Linked DNA regions of Triticum aestivum: region 2 is linked to region 1. A link is a contact called in public Hi-C data. All regions are on one chromosome and are shown on one strand. Each heading gives the region's core, a stretch centred on a gene start, on an enhancer-like site or on the middle of the called end of the contact. The rest is flanking DNA. Distances are from core to core; before and after follow the strand shown.

Region 1 (6,576 bases), core at 1,786-4,285:
GCGGCGTCACGGTATCCATGGGCACGGCGGTCCGTGGGTCCACGTTGGGTGGGCACCAGGCCTGCAGCTGGGCTGCGAACCGCGGGCTCAGCGTCGGGTCGGCTGTCGGCCGCAGCCGCCCGGCGAAGGTGCTGCAGTGAGCCAGCCCCACCGTGTGCCCTCCTTCATGCACCGCAAGTCAAAAAAGAAAGGATAACATCAGAATTTGGATGTCCCTTTTCCAGGAAAAGAATTTGGATACGTCCGTGTCATGACACCATGTGATAGCTCAACGGTTAAGACTAAATAATGTACCCTACATGAAACCTGGCATGTTCTTTGCTTCTAAGAAGGTGAATGAGAGCTCGTGAAGAAATCTTTAATTGGTTCAAAAATATCTATTGAATTACCAACACGCGACTAAAGAAGTACGTAGTAGACATGTGATCTAAAAAAGTAATACTAGGCATGTGGTTCAAGTGAGTCTAGAAATAATATATGCAAGCTAATAGATTAGGAGAAAAAAGATAGACTTATCATAATCCATCGTCATGCAAATACAACCTTAACTAGTTCTCAATCGACTAATGTTGTCAAAAATAGGAAGTAAAATGAGAAATCGGCAAGTCAGCTCAAAGAGAACTACATCTAACATCACCATCCATCACGGTTTTATGTGGGAGAGGAAGCTAAATGGACCGGGTTATAAAATCCTGACCCTAAAATCTCAAGCTGGGGCCTGACCCGGCCCTAAAAAACAAAAAGTGATGTTTTCTTATTTCAAAAAGAATATCTGAAGAGTAAAGAAATACATTATTATCCTATATTTTTATTCAAATCCTATTTTTAGGTGTTATGTTTTTTTCTCTTCCAGGCGGAGCCTTCGGGCTATAAAGTAGGGCCTAGCCCGATCGTCGTGCCTTCGGTCGGGCCGTCGTGTCGGACCGTTGGCGCACATGCCTAATCCATCCATCACCTCCCCAATGGTACATGCATGTTAATATTGATGCGGTTGTGTGAAAGAATCAAAGGATGGGGGGTGTAGCTGCTGCGTGCTTCTTTCCCCTGAGATGAGCAGGAAAGGCTACACAGGAGCATTGGCTATGGTGTTTTCAAATGGTTGATGACAAGCGATTGCACCTCGAGAAGTTGTATCATAGGCAAGCAATCTAATTTGGTAAGGGTGGGTGCGGCTAGTGGCTGCTCGTCTGTGATTTCTAATCTGTAGGGCAGCGGACACGTGCACTATGGACAGGTTATCCGAGTACGAGTGCAAGTGTTGGAGTTCTCTTCAATGGGGTTTCTCCATGAGAAGAGGCCAAGCAATTGGGAAGGCCATGATCTTAGCAATTTCTCGTCGGAGGGAAGAAGACATGTCTCGCTCCCATATATATGCTAGAAGGTGTTTGTGTACTTCCATCGTGTTGCCACACACCTCCTGACCGACATGGCTCCACCACTCCATGCAACATGTTAACTTGAGGGAGGCTACAATAGAATCAAGTCTTAGCATTAGAAAAAATAGACAAATGTGGTGTGGACCGTATGATCTTCAATGGCTGTCCTAGATTTTCTGAGAGGGTGGATGGATGTGTTTTATATAAAACTGTTATTTAGGGAGGTTGTTGCGGAATCATCCAACTTGTCCCTGACAGCAAATCGTGAAAACATATTCTAGCAATCCTGTAGATGGACAGAGCAATCAATTAAGTTGATGATCCATCGAAGAATATATTTTTTGGTTTTGGAGGGATTGATCCATCAAAGATGTCATTGTAGGACAGGGTCATGGGCCGGCAGCCCGGCACGTAGGTTTGTCTCGTCGCATTCGACGTCTTCTCCATTGATGAGGCTGGACTGGAGTTTGGCGGCTTTGCACACTCCGAACAGGGCAGGTAACGCATGGTATGTCCGATTTGGAATTGGGTGCAACCCTGGTTTACCTAGCTTTCACCGTCATTAGTGTCCCTATCCCAACTTGATTTCAATGTGCAAGCAAAGCAAACGTACACAGAGCCCGTACGTACACGATCAGCAACGCGTAATTTGCCGCCTTATAATATTTGTTTTTTCGAAGTATCATTATACTGGTACTGGACTTAATTACGTACGTACCGGAGAGGGCGATCATGTCGGTCTGAGAGAGCCCGTTGGTGGCGAAGAGCGCCGTGAGCTGATCGAGGCTGGACGTCGGCGGGGCCAGCTTGCCGGGGACGCTGCTCGCCGTCGAGCTCAGCCCGTCCAGCCGCCCCAGCTCCACCGCGTACGACGGCCCGCCAGCCTGCGCCAAACCGTACGTGTCTTGCGTTAGCTAATAAATACTTGTGTGCGTACGTATGAGAATCAGGCGGAAGAGATCGATGCATGAACTTGTTACCAGTGCAATGGCGTCCCTGGTGGCCATGACTAGTATGTCGGCGCAGGAGACCCGGTTCCGGCACCGTGGCACGGCGTCGACGGCCGCCTTGGCCTTGATCACCGTGTCGAAGCCGTCGCCGGCCAGCGACAGGTTGGCAGTGCTGTCCTTCTCCGCCGTGTTGTTGGCCGTGGACGCGATCAGCACCGACGCGTCGCACCCCTACATGCACACAAACGTTGAAGCGTAGCGTATGGCGGCATGGTTCTTCATGCACGTACGTAGGGTGCATGTTTGCCTGTTACCTCGACGAAGCAGTCGTGGAAGAAGAGGTGCACGGTGGCGCCCACGGTGATGAAGGTCTGCTGGAACTTCTTGGCGACGGCGCCCCGGACGATGGCTTCGACGTCGGGGCACACGCCGGCATAATGGTCCCGCCGGAGCTGCGCCGCGCACATGTTGGCGCTCGCGGCCAGTACCGCCACCACCAGGAGCGCCGCCACGGCCGGAGTCATGTGGCCCGCCGTCGTAGCTCGGTAGATAACGCGTGTTCGCCGCCGCCACAAATATATGCGGACGCAGACGTACACGCAGTGGGGCGGCGCCGTGTGTTGGGTTTGTCTTGGTGGAGCGCAAGGCGACGCGACGACGGCAAGTTTGGGTTTGTGGTAGGGGCACCGAAGGATAAGGTCACACAGAGAGGGCCACTAATGAATCGATCGGTGGTGGTCTCTCCATCGACTACGCTTATCGGCGTGCAGTGCAGGCAGCGAGTGTCCGTTGCCTTCGTGACAGTGATCTGAAAACGATGCTACTCTTGAATATTCCGATGCCCACAAAATTAAGCTAGCCTCAAAATCTGCGGTACACAGGGTACTCGAGTGCTTTAGGAAGGTTGCAACACATACTTGTATTTCCATTTCCATCACGGAAAACAGTCGAGTACTCGATCAGCTCTGCTCTGCTCTGGAGTAGTTGGTTTCATCGCTGCGTAGTGCATGCCGTAAGTGGACGGGGTTTTCCAAGCGCGTAATTTCTGATATGAAACAAGGAAGACAAATGAATCTCTGTCTATTTCATTATTGACGATGTTTGTACATTATATATCTCTCAAGGTGTTAGAATAATCCGAAGCGCACGTCGATCTACCGAGGACCAAGTAATCACACGAGTATGGTATTGCGATTTGTTAACGAGGTTGACCATCATGGCTAAATCCTCGGGGCATTAACTACGGATGCTCTTCCCCATGACACCGCTATAATACCGCACCCCGGCCGGCCGGGCGCCTGCACATGCTGCAGCCCGTCAATGGCCTCGCCTGCACGCTGCACCTGACCGCTATTCGATCCGATTATGCATATGCCGCCGCCGCTGTGAACGATCTGCTCCGATTGCTTTTCCTGCGACAGTTTCCACGTCCATCGAGAACTCTTCGAGCCACCACGACCGAGTTATCAGACGTCCTTCGTCGCCCTCCTCTAGAATAATCAAACAGCCTCTTCGCAACCATAGCTCATGATACCACTTGTTAGAATTAATCTGAGGCCATCGTCGATCTACCGAGGACCAAGCAATCACACAAACACGACGCGATGATTTATTAAGGAAAAAAATCGGTTCTGAAAGGTATTGTAGTGTGATGGAACATGGAATCTACTGGTTACTAGCATGTTTGATCTCGTGCATGGAACAATAGAATGAGAAAAATATTCAGGAAGTCACTAGGTGCTACAGGTGTAGATGAAATTGTTTGAGTTGGTTGCACACGTACACAAGAGACTACAGGGACTACTTTTGGGTTCTTTGCTTCGTACGCTAAGGAGATTGCGGCATGGCAGCAGTGGTGTTGTTCGACTAGCAGTTAAACAGGAACCGAGGATAGTGACGTGCGTATAAGGCTTGGAGGAGTCTGGAGTGCGTCGTAACAGGGAACATGCATAATCAGGGCGTCAAAGCAATGCATGGAGATGTGCGGGATAGATACGGCGGGGTGGAGCATGGTAGCAGTCGGATACTTTCGGATGGATCGGACTGGACAGTCTAATGGACTGACGTGGATGTTGGTCAAAGCAGAAGATGGCGGTGATTTCAGTGACGACGATATAGGAGCGTGATGCTGATGGTGGCCAACTTCTGGGGCGTAGAAACACGTGGTGTAGGTCTGAGGGCTTGTGCGGCTTCGACTAGACTGTGGCGCATGGGTTGATTCAAGGTAGTGTACACATGAGTGCTTGAGATCGACGGGGCGTGGGGGTAGCACGGCCAACTACATGGAGTTATGTTGAAGGTGGAGCTGGAGCCTGATGGATGACTACACTCTTTGCTGATGGAGGGGCTACAACGTAAATGCATGGAGAGTCGAAACCTATTTGAGCGGGATAGCGAGAGACACGTGGGTCGGACCGGGTACCGGTGGTCTGATGGAGACGTGATACTCGGCACCGGTCAGTGATGATCAGTGGTTCTCTACAGTGGGGGTTGAGGCAGTGTGGGTTAGCTACCCGGGAGACTTGACCAGGACGGCAGAGGCTCGACGCGGTGATAGCGGCGATGCGTGCGGTAAGCACGGAACACAACGACGGGCCAATGAACTGGTGGTCAGATATCTGGTCAGACAAATTGTGCAGGGGGTGCTGAAGCAGTGTTGATGAGTACTAGATTCAAGTTGGTGACTGGGTCTATCGGTGCCGGTTGATGGACATAAGTTGACTATGGAGAATCTGAGAAAGTGGCGGAAAGTCTTAATGTCGAAAGCTGAGAGAGTACATGACTATATATTCTGTGGTGTTCAGTGCACATGGCAAAGTGCAGATGACAAATACAGAAGGAGGCCGAGTGCTATAGCTATGGGACATGCCAGAGACTATACGGAAGAAGGGTGAGTCAACTACGAATTTGACTCAGGGTGACACAGGGAGACGGTGAAATTCCTTCAAGTTTCAAACAGACAGTCGAGGAGGGCGATGATGTTGAGTTCGGGTATCTCTTATATGTGGTGTCCAATATGTGAGTTGTTCACTTTCACGCAGACAGTGGTCGGTGTGTGATGGCGGTGGATGGATACTCCGGAAGTTGGGAGCACAAAGTAGAGTAATGAGGAACTTAATTTTGCTCGAGTGTTGACTGTTAAGAAGATGAGAAGGGACTACAATTACAGGTGGAGTCACATGGAGTCTGGGAGTAGCAGCGGTGCTCATGGCGTATCTTGAGTCCAATGTACATGGATGTTTGACGCATGGATGAATCCAAGGTGGTGAAGAATATTCGCCAAGGTGGAGTTTGTTAGAGTTGTGTCGAATATAATTGTACAAGGTAGGTTACAGTTGGACTTGTAGTTGTATTGTATTTAGATAGGATATGGAGTCGTGTCCAAGTAGGACACTTATATCCTATGCCTCTCGTATATAGCGGGGGTAGACACATGATGCAACCTATGCCAACATAATAGCACGGGCACGTGAGGGAGCCAGCGGCGTGTGTCGGTGCCCGGGCAGGCTGGGTGCGGTATTGTAGCGGAGTCATGGGGAGGAACGCCCGTAGTCAGGCCCCGGGGACGTAGCCATGATGGTGAACCTCGTTAACAAATCTCGTTCTTGTGTTTGTGTGATTGCTTGGTCCTCGGTAGATCGACGATGGCCTCGGATTAATTCTAACACAAGGGACACGAACGAATATCCATTCGAGAGGGAGCGAGGAGAGACGCAGCGGTTAGCGCCTGTCGTCTTGAAACGTCCTCCTCCAAAAACCCTGTGGAAAAAATATGAGGAGATATACATAATATGTCATGAAAAACATCTTCTAAAGACCTAGTGAGAAAATACGAAGAAAATGATATATCACAATGCTTATTTTACAGTTGCCTCATTAAAAACTTTCCATGAGAAACCATGTAGGGATAAACTCATAAGATGAAAAAGGGTTTCCCCGCTTTATATTATAAGGCAAACATCATCACATAACAACTGAGACACCGATAGAAACACATGCCACCACCGCACACGACACACACACCCAAGGCAAGATATAGGATTTAAACCAGCGTGTTGACCTCTCTATTGTGCCTAGGTAGGGCTGCGATGTGTTGATCTTCCGAGGCCGGGCATGACCCAGGAAAGTGTGTCCGGCCAGAGGGATCGAACGTGTTGGGAAATGTGGTGCACCCCTGCAGGGAAGTTTATCTATTCGAATAGTCGTGTCCCTCGGTAAAAGGACGACCCGGAGTTGTACCTTGACCTTAT
Region 2 (7,355 bases), core at 1,760-4,259, 250 kb after region 1:
TCACGGAGAAGTTCTTAAAACATGTAACCCACAATACTCACCGTGCAAACCGGCTTGACCAATTCTTTACCGTTCCACCAGAGCACAAAATGAAAAACAAAATAGCCAGAGACATTCCTGGAAAACTTTCAATTAATATTATAAATAATATAATGATAACAAAAGTAAATATTCTTGTTACGAATTCATTACCCGTCTATACTCGTTGGAACACCGGCCGAAAATAAACGATGCCATTTAGATATATCAGAATTCCACCCAGGCAGCTTTATTTCGAGTGCTTCTTTGAAATCCCTTGAAAAACTTTTTAATTTCAGTGAATGCCTCAAGTTTTTATCCTCTGACGATTGTGATGATTGAGGATCCATAATATATAGACGACGTGCCTCTTTGTCGATGATGTACAAGATGTATCGGCCGATGGATGCATAGGGAAGATAAATCTACAAGTTGAGATATTAGAAACTAAAACAAACCATGATTACAATGGTCAAATTATTTCATTTACCTTATTGCAAGATGAGATGTCGGTCTCCATCCCAGGCCAGCTATCAAATAATGTTGCCAGCGTCTGGATAGTTTCCTTCTCACAAAACTTCTGACCTCATGTTTACTCTAGCAGCATGGACTAAGTAAAAGAAAAATAATAATGTTTCAACATGTTGATAATAATGACACCTAGAATGAAGAGTTACAGTAACTTACACAAAATCGTAGATCCATGTAGTGTATAGGAGGGTCTGTGAACAATACTCCCTCGTCACATGCCAGCATAAGCACGGCGGTGTTGAAGCAATCATTGTCCATGGGCTGCTCCATGTTAAGTATGAACTGAAGTTTCTTAAGACTTAAGCTCATTGGATCGGGTGTGGAGCTCCGGACCCATACCTTCCTATAATTTGGATGGTAAGAAGAACAATAATATATATCCGCACATTAAATATTGATACATGATACTTACTCCAAAGATCCAGCATCATTAATCAACACGATGTATTTACAGAGGCCGGCAAGTATTTCACGTTGGTCCGTAAGAATGATAGTGATTGGGGCGGGACGATTCTCTTCGACCACGTCAGATGGATCATCCAGTATCTCAAGATCAGAATTAGATAAAGTTTCTTTTTTGAGAGGTTGATGGTACATGGGACATCCTTTTAACTTATTAAGCTCTGAATCAAGCAAAATAATTGCTAATTTTTGTCGAAAATGTTTCATATCCTCCTACAAAAAAATACAAAAACATTTTAAAAGATTTTTTGATAAAGCATTATGAGTTAATGTATAAAACTAAAATACCTGCTAAACTGGTCTAACAGTCCATGTGGTGTCCAGTATTCCATATAGTTTAGCATGAACAATCCACATGATACGCTATAATATTATAAAATAATGCTTTAGAATATCACACAGATGAATCAAAAAACAAACTATTGAAAGAAGTGCTTACCCATCGGTTTGTATTGCCTCCTGAATTTGCTTTACAACCGTCCATTTTGTAACATTGAGATCATGCCACTTATGACTTTTGATAAACTTCGGACTATGCTCTGCAAGTTTCAGCCATTTCTCGAGCCCTAATAACTTTTATAAATATATATGAGAAATGTTAATAATGAAGTCAAACAAAATAAATGCTAAGATGATAAAAGAAATAGATAGTTACCGTAGTAGCAAGGTCATTGCGTTTGACATTCTCACCAAGTGAGTCCAATACTTGGATCTCTCGTTTTTTGGCGTTGGCAACTGCTAGATACCAATGGTAGCCCGGCATGTTAATCGGGATGAACAACTGGTGTAAATAAGATACAAGTCACAATCACGATTAGATACAGTTATTAATAAATCATTAAACATATGAACTAAATAAAAACAATCCATTATTATATGCATGGATTACGAGACAAAAGCTAACCATATCTTGTTGTAGATAACTATTAACATGACGCACGATGCGACGATATTTTGATGGGTCTATGTCTCTTTCTCTGTCTTCTTTTATCTGGCCCGATACAAACGTGCTAATAATGTGTACCTTTTCACCCGCCCTGTGTTGTAGATGCTCGTGAGCAAGCATACAATATATGTAAGCATTTATCACCTGCAAACAATATTTAGATTATATTTATAAATTATGGTATTATATATAATCAATTAATTACAAAGATTGTGCAATTGGTCTTACACCGTCATGTAAGAACATGTCATTTTTTATAAGGCATTCCAAATCGTCTTTTGCTAACAAGGCATCTCCAATGTCCACAAATTGGGTTTTCTTAGGGGCAGACTTGATTGTTTCGATGACTGTAATATCTCTAGGGGTATAAACATAGTCTATGAAATTCATAAAAAAGTGAGACAGCTTAGTAAACAATAAAGGCCAAAAGAGTTGAATACAAAAGACAATATCACAAATAATGTTGATAATAATATAAAAAAATACCTTGTGGGATAACATGTAAATTAGCATCCTTTTTTGGTTTATTACGAGATATAACCTCTTCTACGTGATTATGTTGTGAATTTCCGGCCCCTTGCAGCGACATTGCATCTGAACCCTCAATGGATTCTTTCCGTGAATCTCCAGAGTCCATATCCATGTATACTATATTCTGAGAAAACAAAAATATAAAAACACCATTCATTGTATCGTATATATATATAATATATATACAGAGTAAGGTTAGCTATATGCACCTCTTCTCGCGGTGTTTCAGTGCGGTCTGTCATCGTTGCATCAGTGCGTATGTCGGAACCCATCAATTTATATCTATGCTAAAATATATTTAATATTTTTTACTACATCATAAAACTATACATAATATATAATAGAACTGTATCTGAAACTAAAACAACTGTTTTATCTGATAATAATAAAAGCATTTGGTTATATTAGAAACAAATGCCGCTTAAATCATTATACAAACAGAACAATTCGGGGAAAACAAAAATCTATATTGTTCATATAAGTTAGTAGGCGTTTGAAATTGCTTAAACTATTTTAAATTAAATGATAGGCTATGGAAAATTGGCAAACAAAAACAAAAACAAACAACCCAACATTAACAAAGTTTATTTGTTTCAAAGTTTATGATTTTCAAAGTTTGTTCTCAATATTCAAAAAATGTTTGTGCTTGTAAAAAAATGTTCACGCTTCCAAAATTGTTCAATTCTTTTAAAATGGATCTCATTTTCGAATGTACTTAAAAGATTCAAAAACAGTTTGTGGTCCCAATTCTGTTCAATTTCATCAAAATTTTCATTTGTTTAAAAGTTTCTTCTCAAAATTGATAATAATTTTTTTTTGCAAAATTTGTTCACTTTATCATATTTGCTATCTATTTCCAAAAACATCCATGTATTCAAAAGAGAAATAATGTGATGAAGCAGAAAAGAAATAAATATAAATAAAAAAGAAAAATAATTTGGGCCGGCCCAGTTGGGACGAACCCTTTGCGATGTATAAAAATAATTAAAAAAAAGTTCTTGTATGAAAAAAAAAACCTAATTTAAGTGAAAATAAGAAAACCTAATTTAAGTGAAAATATGATATTTCCTACTGGATCATATAATTATATATAATATATAATAAGAATTTATGTGAAAATAAGAAAAAATTTTGTATGAAAAAAAACTAATTTATATTATTATAAATATATGTTGTTTAAATAAATGTCGTACCCCATGAAAATCCAGGAAAAACAACTAACTATAGTATTCTTATATAAGTAAGTAATTATCTGAAAAATATTTAAATTATTAATTTAGTCTATGGAAATATATGCAACAAAATAAAATAAAACATGCAAACAAACATTATTCAACCAAGTATATTTAATAAGTATAAAAATATATATATATGGAACCAAGTCTATGGAAATAAGGTTAGCTATGTTGTGATGCCCTTGGTTTATTTAATAAGTATAAAAAAAAATATTTTTATGAACCATGTATATTATTATACACTTTTATTGATTTTGTGAGGTATGTATAATTTTTATATATATATATGGACATTTGTTTTGGATACACAAAATTACAGAGGGCCACATAAAAGGCTGGGCCAGGCCCAGCCCGTGGCAACGCACAGGCGACGGCCCACCTCCACCACGCGACGGCCCACATCCCCCGGGCGACGGCGCTCCTACCCCGGCCGACGGCCCACCTCCCTCGCCTCCCACAAAACCTATCGCCACCTACCCCTCGCAACCTTATCCCATTCACTCCTCACTCCACTCTCTTCAACTCCCCTTTCCCCTCCGCCGCCGCATCGCGCGCGCGTCCACGAGACGCCGGCCGCGCGCGTCCACGAGCCGCCGGACGCGCTCCTCCGCCCACTGTTGCCGCATCAGGCCCTCACCTATCCTCTCCACCCTCGCCAGTCGCCACATCTAGCCCGCTCACCTCCCCCTGCCGCATCGTCGCACACGTCGCCTAGCCCCCAACGTCCACGACTCCGCCAGCCGACCACCGCAGCAGTCTCCGGTGACCCGTGTGCGGCCGCAGGTGACGCACACATCGAGCAACATCGACCGGGCACGGGTGCTGGATCTGGTCGCCGTTCGGAGAGCATGTACTAATCTCCGGCGAGTTCCTTGCGCAGATCAGAAGAGGGGTGCCTCGATCTGCCACAGCATATGGTCAGGTACGCCTATCCGAACCCTGAGTTGGATTCGTTGACTGTTGGCTGCTTCCGTGGTTTCGTTTTCTGATGGATGCATTTTTGCTTTGCGCCGTAGGCTTCGGCGGGATTGGCAGGCCTGTGGCCAGGGTTGCGCTCTAGAGCCACGATGTCGAGCTTGTCGCCGTCAAAGACCCCTTCATCACCACCGACTACATGGTACCGTTCTCGAATCTCTTAGCTTATGAGATCTACGGGCACGTATGGTAGGGTCGTTTTGGATCCGTGCATGAGACACCCGTTTATATTCACTGGATCCGAAACCTGAGTTGGATTGTTGACTGTTGGCTGCTTCCGTGGGTTTGTTTTCTGATGGATGCATGCACTGGCGGAGCCTTATGGACGCAAAACGGGGTCGTGACCCCCCATTTCAAACTGCACTTGTGTTACTATACGTATATATGAGGTATATGTATTAAGTGTTTTACCCCAGCCATCGGTGGATGACTCCCATTCAATCCAATTAAATTGTGTAGTCCATATATACTCCATAATTCCATCTGTACAAAGCTATAGCTAGCTAGCACAAGCAGCTTGATTAATTGTTCGTACAAACTTAGGTAGCTAGTACAAGCAGCTTGATCCATAAATGTACGAGTAGCTTCCTGCTTGTTACTTGTTGCATCTTCTGCCATCACTAAGATTTACCATCTACTTGCTACTGCATATGCATGGAATACGACGAGTCGGCAACCAACAATTGATGAGCCTGACTGCCAGAGAATGGAAGGAGCAAGATGTGCTTGATTACCATGTAATTTTTTACGATTCACATCTGTTTTCATGCATATTTTGCTTTGACTTAGAACATTGCCCCCCCCCCTTAATTGCTTGTCATGCTCCGCCACTGGATGCATGTTTGCTTTGCCCTGCAGGTTTCGTCCGGATCGGCAGGCTTGTGGCCAGGGTTGCTCTCCAGAGCCCCGATGTCGGGCTGGTCGCCGTCAACGACCCCTTCATGAGCACTGACTACATGGTATTGTTCTCGATTCTCCTAGCTTATGAGATATACGAACACGTATGGCAGGGTCGTTTTGGACTCGTGCATGGGACACCCATTTATATTCACTGGATTATGAGCTTGGATATGTGCCAAACATGAATGGATTTGATCTTCTAGTTACACGCTGATGCTTTGCTACACAATCATAAGCACAATTAAATAGCGATGTACATGAATCTAGTGAATGTCTCTACATGTATGTCTGTATCATCAGTTAGGTAGTTCCAGATTTGAGGAATCTATTTGTTCCACGCAGTGACTATTGTTCCATTGTGGTATTTATAATATATGTACACCTGGTAGTATTCTGTCTTATCTTACTAAATAAGACACATGCAGGCTCCATGCCAGTTAGTACTTAATTAAAGCATAGCGCTGCTAATTGTCTCATATTATAGTTCTGAATTATGTGCTTGTAACTGGCAGACCTACATTTTCAAGTATGACACTGTCAACGGACAGTGGAAGCACCATTGAGTTAAGGTGAAGGACTCCAAGCCCCTTCTCATCGGTGAGAAGGAGGTTGCTATGTTGTTTTCACTGACAAGGACAAGGCTGCAGCTGACATGTAGGTACATTCTTTCACACTTTCCTTTTCATGGTACCTGAATATTTCTTGTATATAATTTACTAAATTAGTTTTCTGTGTCACCACTTTCAGGGTGGTGCCAATAAGGTCATCATTTCTGCTCCCAGCAAGGATGCTCCCATGTTTGTCTGTGGTGTCAATGAGAAGGAATACAAATCTGACATCGACATTGTCTCCAACGCTAGCTGCACCACTAACTACCTTGCTCCTCTTGGTAAGGTGCTTATCATTGAAGTTTTGTGCAGCTCAAACCAACCGCCAATATTGGGAATTGTATACTGATAATTTGTTTCTTTCAGGTTATCAATGACAGGTTTGGCATCGTTGAGGGTTTGATGACAACAGTTCATGCCATGACTGGTAATGCATTACACTGGGTTTTTTCTTCAACATTTTATATTATATATTTGACTATTGTATGCTTATGTGTGGCTGAAATTTAAATTTACAGCAACCCAGAAGACTGTTGAATGTCCTTCCAGCAAGGACTGGATAGGGGGAAGGGCTGCCAGCTTCAACATCATTCCGAGCAGCACTGGTGTCACAAAGGTATATTAAGCTGGCCTTCTATTATATGATCAGTTAACTGATTGAACAATGTAGGTTGATGGATTATCTGATTCTTGTTGCCCGTAGCAACACATCGTAAAGTTAACTTATTGAATTGTCACGGCTTGGATCTTATCGAATGTTTAAATCTACTATAAGAATATACAAGCTGATGCTTCTTGGTTTAATGTTAGTTTTTCTGGCTCAAATATATTTATGAGATTTCATTAAAAACTTAGGCAGTCAACTATGGTCAGAATAGGCTGTTAGCCTATAATATCTGAAAGAAATGTTTGTATTCAGTTGTAGCCCACCTAATTGGACTGCTTTATTAGATCTAAAATCAATTGTATTGCCTATGATAATTTTATAACCTGGCACTATCTACAATGGTGTTCTTTCTTTGCAATTTGATGGTATGCCTCACCAAGCATGATCCTAATCTAATAACTGTTAAACTTTTACAGAATAGATAGATCCAGAAATTTTCATACCTAGAGGACGATGCCTTCTTGGTGCTCCTTGCTTACAGC

The links. Hi-C and Micro-C count contacts between places; a contact is called where the count stands out from the background.
Region 2: a contact with region 1 is called in a Hi-C map of leaf, with 5 times the contacts expected there. The contact joins the promoter of LOC123039229 here to the promoter of LOC123045090 in region 1. A contact is called at or near these places in 2 of 5 Hi-C or Micro-C datasets (both in leaf).

The regions. Positions count from the first base shown.
Region 1 is chr2B:393,031,961-393,038,536 of IWGSC CS RefSeq v2.1, forward strand. LOC123045090 (peroxidase 51) reads right to left here and starts at 3,036. Exons shown (of 4, transcript XM_044468021.1): 1 at 2,641-3,036; 2 at 2,357-2,557; 3 at 2,095-2,260; 4 at 1-162. The coding sequence starts at 2,850.
Region 2 is chr2B:393,284,763-393,292,117 of IWGSC CS RefSeq v2.1, forward strand. LOC123039229 (putative ubiquitin-like-specific protease 1B) reads right to left here and starts at 3,010. Exons shown (of 8, transcript XM_044462480.1): 1 at 2,698-3,010; 2 at 2,444-2,612; 3 at 2,186-2,334; 4 at 1,916-2,101; 5 at 1,667-1,792; 6 at 1,451-1,584; 7 at 1,300-1,374; 8 at 1,215-1,224. The coding sequence starts at 2,760. The coding sequence ends at 1,215. It also overlaps the pseudogene LOC123039230.